2 separate regions of the Bos taurus genome follow, and region 2 is linked to region 1. Evidence: chromatin contacts called from public Hi-C data. All regions are on one chromosome and are shown on one strand. Each heading gives the region's core, a stretch centred on a gene start, on an enhancer-like site or on the middle of the called end of the contact. The rest is flanking DNA. Distances are from core to core; before and after follow the strand shown. Region 1 has its middle 70 kb from the start of ERG28. Region 2 holds the start of TTLL5 (tubulin tyrosine ligase like 5).

The links. Hi-C and Micro-C count contacts between places; a contact is called where the count stands out from the background.
Region 2: a Hi-C map of 8-cell embryo shows a contact between it and region 1, with 6 times the contacts expected there. The contact joins the promoter of TTLL5 here to the enhancer-like site in region 1. A contact is called at or near these places in 4 of 11 Hi-C or Micro-C datasets (8-cell embryo, blastocyst, liver and 1 more).

The regions. Positions count from the first base shown.
Region 1 is chr10:86,845,321-86,848,192 of ARS-UCD2.0, forward strand. No RefSeq gene overlaps it. Among named protein-coding and RNA genes, the nearest start is that of ERG28, 70 kb to the right of the region's middle. Within about 2 kb of position 1,456, at least 6 of the 102 cell types and tissues checked have an H3K27ac peak or open chromatin away from gene starts, as enhancers often do. A contact at or near this core is called in 8-cell embryo, where this site is marked.
Region 2 is chr10:86,915,750-86,918,449 of ARS-UCD2.0, forward strand. It overlaps TTLL5 (tubulin tyrosine ligase like 5), which reads left to right and starts at 1,397. Exons shown (of 34, transcript XM_059890944.1): 1 at 1,397-1,516. It overlaps ERG28 (ergosterol biosynthesis 28 homolog), which reads right to left and starts at 954. Exons shown (of 5, transcript NM_001035423.2): 1 at 903-954.

The sequences.
Region 1 (2,872 bases), core at 206-2,705:
GACTCTGTGGGACCCCAGAGACGGCAGCCTACCAGGCTCCTCTGTCCCTGGGATTCTCCAGGCAGGAACACTGGAGTGGGTTGCCATTTCCTTCTCCAATGCATCAGAGTGAAAAGTCAAAGTGAACTCGTTCAGTTGTGTTCGAATCTTCGAGATCCCATGGACTGTAGCCCACCAGGCTCCTCCATCCATGGGATATTCCAGGCAAGAGTACTGGAGTGGGGTGCCATTGCCTTCTCCGAAAGTGATTTTGGAGCCCCCCAGAATAAAGTCTCTCACTGTTTCCATTGTTTCCCCATCTATTTGCCATGAAGTGATGGACCAGATGCCATGGTCTTATTCTGCTGAGTCAAGGTTATAAATAGCTGGGGAGAGGGGAACCTTCCCTCCAAAGGCTCTCAAAAATTATTCTCCCTTGTTGAAAATCACAAACTATGATCCAAATATCAAACTGACATTAAAATTAGCCTATTGCTAATTAAAATACTTTAATAAAGAAAAGGTACATTTCACTGTGTTTGAGGATGGACTAGAAATAATAGATAAGAAAATGTTTGAATGACCATAATCCTATTACTCAAAGATGAGCATTTGATCTTTCCAAATCTTATTTTTCTATGCATTAACATATGTGGTAACGTAAATAGGGGGCGAAGAAAGGCAATTCCGACAAGGATCCCTACACATGTTCAGCGAAATGGGCAGTATGGAACAATCTCAAGGTTTTCTTCCGAGTATCCCCAACAGGATTTCCCAGAATTTCCCCCAAATGTTGGGAAGTCCCTTAAATTAATAAAAAGCAAACTAAACCTCCAAGCGAGGAAGGGATGCCAACCTGTGCTAGGCCGCGAGCTGGGCAGGAAGAGACACGGCGATCGGAAGATTGAGGACACTCGCCCGAGGACTGTCCTCACCCTAAGAGGATCAGGCTCTCAGTCCCACCCATGGCTCACCCCCATCCCAGGGAGGTCCTCAGATGCTCCCCACGGAAAGGACGCGGGGAGCCGCAGCCGCTGCGATTCAGCCCAGCGCGCCCGCAAGCCAACAGCTGTTCCAAGACAAGGAGAGTTAGGTGCAGCGGCCGGCGCCCGCCGGGACTCGGGGCGCACCTCTCCCGGGGAGGAGGGCGCGGGTGCAGGCGTTTACCTGTTTCATCTTCCCATCGCTCGGGGCGAGCAGGCGGGGATAGCGCTCTCCACCTCCGTCCCTCCTCCTTCACCGGCAGGTCTTCACAGGAGTCTTGAATTCTTTTATCCGCTCTTTTCCCCTCCGTCCCAAATACATTGACTCTGAACACGGAGTTGTTCTGCTGCACTCAACAGGAGTGTTCACTGCAAGGGCTGAGTACTGGGGTTGAGGCTTGGACAGCTGCAACCGCTGATTAGCAGTAAAGGGGTCCAAGACCCATGGCTTCCAGCAGAACGAAAACAGCCAATCAGAACGAGGACAGATAGGCTCCCAATCTGGGAGCCAGGCTGAGAGTGGGGGCGGGAACAAGGGCTCAGGTAGACTCAGGTCTGCAGCTGTGCTGGGGCAGTTTTCTTTGCTGCTGCTGCCGCTGTGCTGAGAGTACTCTCAACAGGTAGGGTGTATGTAGAGGGGAGAAGCGGAGAAGGCAATGGCACCCCACTCCAGTACTCTTGCCTGGAAAATCCCATGGATGGAGGAGCCTGGTAGGCTGCAGTCCATGGGGTCGCTAAGAGTCGGACACGACTGAGCGACTTCACTTTCATGCATTGGAAAAGGAAATGGCAACCCACTCCAGTATTCTTGCTTGGAGAATCCCAGGGACGGTGGAGCCTGTTGGGCTGCCGTCTATGGGGTCGCACAGAGTCGGACACGACTGAAGCGACTTAGCAGCAGCAGCGAGGGGGGGAGGGGGTGGAGCGGGGAGTTGGGGGGAGAGGTGGGTATCTGTGTGGCTTCTAATGGAAAGGATCCGCACAGCCTGGAAAAATGGAGATGGGATAGAAGGAAGATACCCGGGAGGCAACCTTGTAGGGAGAAAAAGAGATTTCAGAGACGAAGAGAGGAGGGAGCTGGGAAAACGAAGAAAGCTTGGTAGGTACAGAACGAGTGAATCGATGAACGAATGAATGGCCCCTCTGAGCCTGGCACAATGCGAGGAAGTTTTACTTTCTAAAGTAATTCTTATAATAACCCTTGGAATAGGTAATTTTAATCTCCTTTTTGCAGGTAAGGAAACCTAAGCTGTAAAGTGTGAATTACTTGCCCATGGTCACACAGCTACTGAATAGTGAGACCAGGAAAGGAACCACTCACTAAACACCACACCTTTCCTGGCCTGGGTCAGGGCAAAATTGGGGAATACAGGTTGGATTCTCTCAGAGGCCCTCAAAAGCGTTGAGAAAGCTGTGCTGAGGGACTGGCAGGGCAGTTTGGAAGAGTGCTCAGGCTCTGCCTTCACCAGCTATCTTCTGGGGTTTCTGAGAGCTTCTGTGAAACGGGCATAAGTTCTGTCAAGGGCATAAGTTCTGTCAGACAGAGGCCATCCATGCAGCTTTTCTGACCTTGAGAGCTTAAGTGTCCTACTGAGGGAGGGAGAGAAAACAAGGAGGGGAGGCGAGGAGAGTGTGTGTGTCTTGGCCCATGCTGGCACTGCTTGTGATTCCATTAGAGCTTCATTCTCTCTGGACTTTGACAGAGTCCGCTCCTGTGACCCATTTGCACTGAGCCTTTCATCCACTGACCCTTCTTCCTCTGGAACTTTATTTGTTTTTTGGTGTGTCCCACTGTTTTGAGCCATTACTGATGTTAGTATTTGTTTCAGCTGAGTAATGTGGGACTGTAACACAAGGCCTACTGTCAAAGTGACAAAGGAAGATTGATAATTTATCACCACTTCAGGCCA
Region 2 (2,700 bases), core at 147-2,646, 70 kb after region 1:
AAATATTAAAGTCAGTAATGGCAGAAGTGTGATGCACCAAAAAACACAGCAAGTTCCAGAGATAGAAGGGTCAGTGGATGAACCCCTCAGTGCAAATGGATCACAAAGCTGGACTCTGTTAAAGTCCAGAGAGAATGAAGCTCTAATGGAATCACAAGCAGTTTCAGCATGGGCCAAGACATACACACTCCACTCCCCCCACCATATTGTTTTCTCACCGTGCCTCACCAGGAGCCTTAAGCTCTCAGAGTCAGAAAAGCTGTATGGATGACCTCTCTCTTTGACAGAACTTATGCCCATTTCACAGAAATTCTCAGAAACTCCAGAAGATAGATGATGAAGGCAGAGCCTGAGCACTCTTCCAAACTGCTCTGCCAGTCCCTCAGCACGACTTCCTCAAAGCTTTTGAGGGCCTGTTAGAGTATCCAACGTCTATTCTCAAAATTTACCCAGGCACAAGCCAGCAAAGGTAAGGTGGTTTACTAGAGTCAGGTGAGAGTTTCCTTTCCTGGGCTCACTTTTCAGTAGCTGTGTGACTGTGGGGAAGTAATTTACACTTTACAGCTTAGATTTCCTTACCTGCAAAATGGAGATTAAAATTACCTATTCCAAGAGTTATTATAAGAATTACTTTAGAAAGCAAAGGTTCCTAGTATTGCGCCAGGCTCAGAGTGGCCACTCATTTGTTCATCGATTCACTCGTTCTGTACCTACCAAGCTTCCTTCATTTTCCCAGCTTCGTCTTCTCTTGGTCTCTGAAATCTCTTTTCCCCCTACAAGGTTGCCTCCCGGGTATCTTTCTTCTGTCCCATCTCCACTGCTTCAGGCTGTGCGGATCCTCTCCATTAGAAGCCACACAGACACCCACCTCTCCCCCCCACCCCGCCCAACATTCACCCTACCTGGCGACAGTACTCTCAGCACAGCAGCAGTAGTAGCAGCAGCAAAGGAACTGCCCTAGCACAGCTCCAGACCTGAGTCTACCTGAGCCACTTGTCCCCGCCCCCACTCTCAGCCCGGCTCCGGCATTGGTTTGTTGCGATCAGCCCTCGTTCTGATTGGCTGTTTAGGTTATGCTCGAGCAGGCGATGGGGCGTGAACCGCTTTACTGCCAATCAGCGGTTGCCGATCCGCAAACCTCACTCCCAGCACGCCGCCCTTGCAGTGAACCCTCCTGTTGAGCGCAGCGAAACACTCCAGGTTCGGAGTCAATCTTTTGGGGGCGGAGGGGGAAAGAGCAAGAAAAGTAAGTCAAGACTTCTATGGGGAGCGGAGCCCTGTGCCCGCTCGGCGCGGCGGTGACGACAATTGTACGCGCCTGAAGCTAAGCGTCCTCCGCGCCGGGGCGCAGGCGCCTGCGCAGTGAGTCCGAGCGGGCGGTTGCTGGTTGGTTGTTGTAGTAACGGGGGAAGCCGCCTTCGGCTGCGGCCTTGAGCCCGGCTGGGGAAGGAGGAGGGAGGTAGGCGCAGAGCGCTGTCCCTGCCTGCCCGCCCCGAGCGATGGGAAGATGAAACAGGTAAACGCCTGCGCCCGCGCTCTCCTCCCCGAAGAGAGGGGCGCCCCGAGTCCGGGCGGGCGCCGACCACTGCACTTCCCTCTCCCTGTCCGGGACAGCTGTTGGCTTCCGGGCGCGCTGGGCTGAATCGCAGCGGCTGCGGCTCCCCGCGTCCTTTCCGTGGGGAGCATCTGAGGACTTCCCTGGGAAGGGCTGAGCCATGGGTGTATCTGAGAGCCTTATCCCTTTAGGGAGAGGTCACTACTCGGGCAAGTGCCCTCAATCTTCCGATCGCCCTGTCTGTTACTGCCCAGCTCGCAGCCTAGGACAGGTTGGCATCCCTTCGTCGCTTGGAGGTTTAGTTTCTTTTGTATGAATTTAAGGGACTTCCCAACATTTTGGGAAATACTGAGAAATCCTGTTGGGGATACTCGGTAGAAAGCCTTGAGATTGTTCCATACTGCCCATTTCGCTGAACATGTGTAGGGAATCCTTGTCGGAGCTGGCTTTCCTCGCCCCCTGTTTAGATTATCCCATATATTAATGCGGAGAAGGCAATGGCACCCCACTCCAGTACTCTTGCCTGGAAAATCCCATGGACGGAGGAGCCTGGTGGGCTGCAGTCCATGGGGTCGCTAAGAGTCGGACACGACTGAGCGATTTCACTTTCACTTTTCACTTTCATGCATTGGAGAAGGCAACGGCAACCCACTCCAGTGTTCTTACCTTGAGAATCCCAGGGATGGGGGAGCCTGGTGGGCTGTCGTCTATGGGGTCGCACAGAGTCAGAGCGGACACGACTGAAGCAGCTTAGCAACATAGCAACAACATATATTAATGCATAGAAAAATAAGGTTTGGAAAGATTCAATGGTAATCTTTGAGTAATAGGATTATGGTCATTCAAACATTTTCTTATCTGTTATTTCTAGTCCATCCTCAAACATACTATGAAGTGTACCTTTTCTCTATTAAAGTATTATAATTAGAAATGGGCTAATTTTAATGTCTATTCGATATTCGGATAATAGTTTGTGGTTTTCAGTAAGGGAGAATAATTTTTGAGAGCGTTTGTAAGGACAGACCCCTCTCCCCTCCGCCCACCCCCGCTGCTATTTACAACCTTGATTCAGCAGAATATATTCATTTTTTGCTTGTATTTATTTCAGTGGAATCATGATCGTATTTTATATATACTCTAAAGAA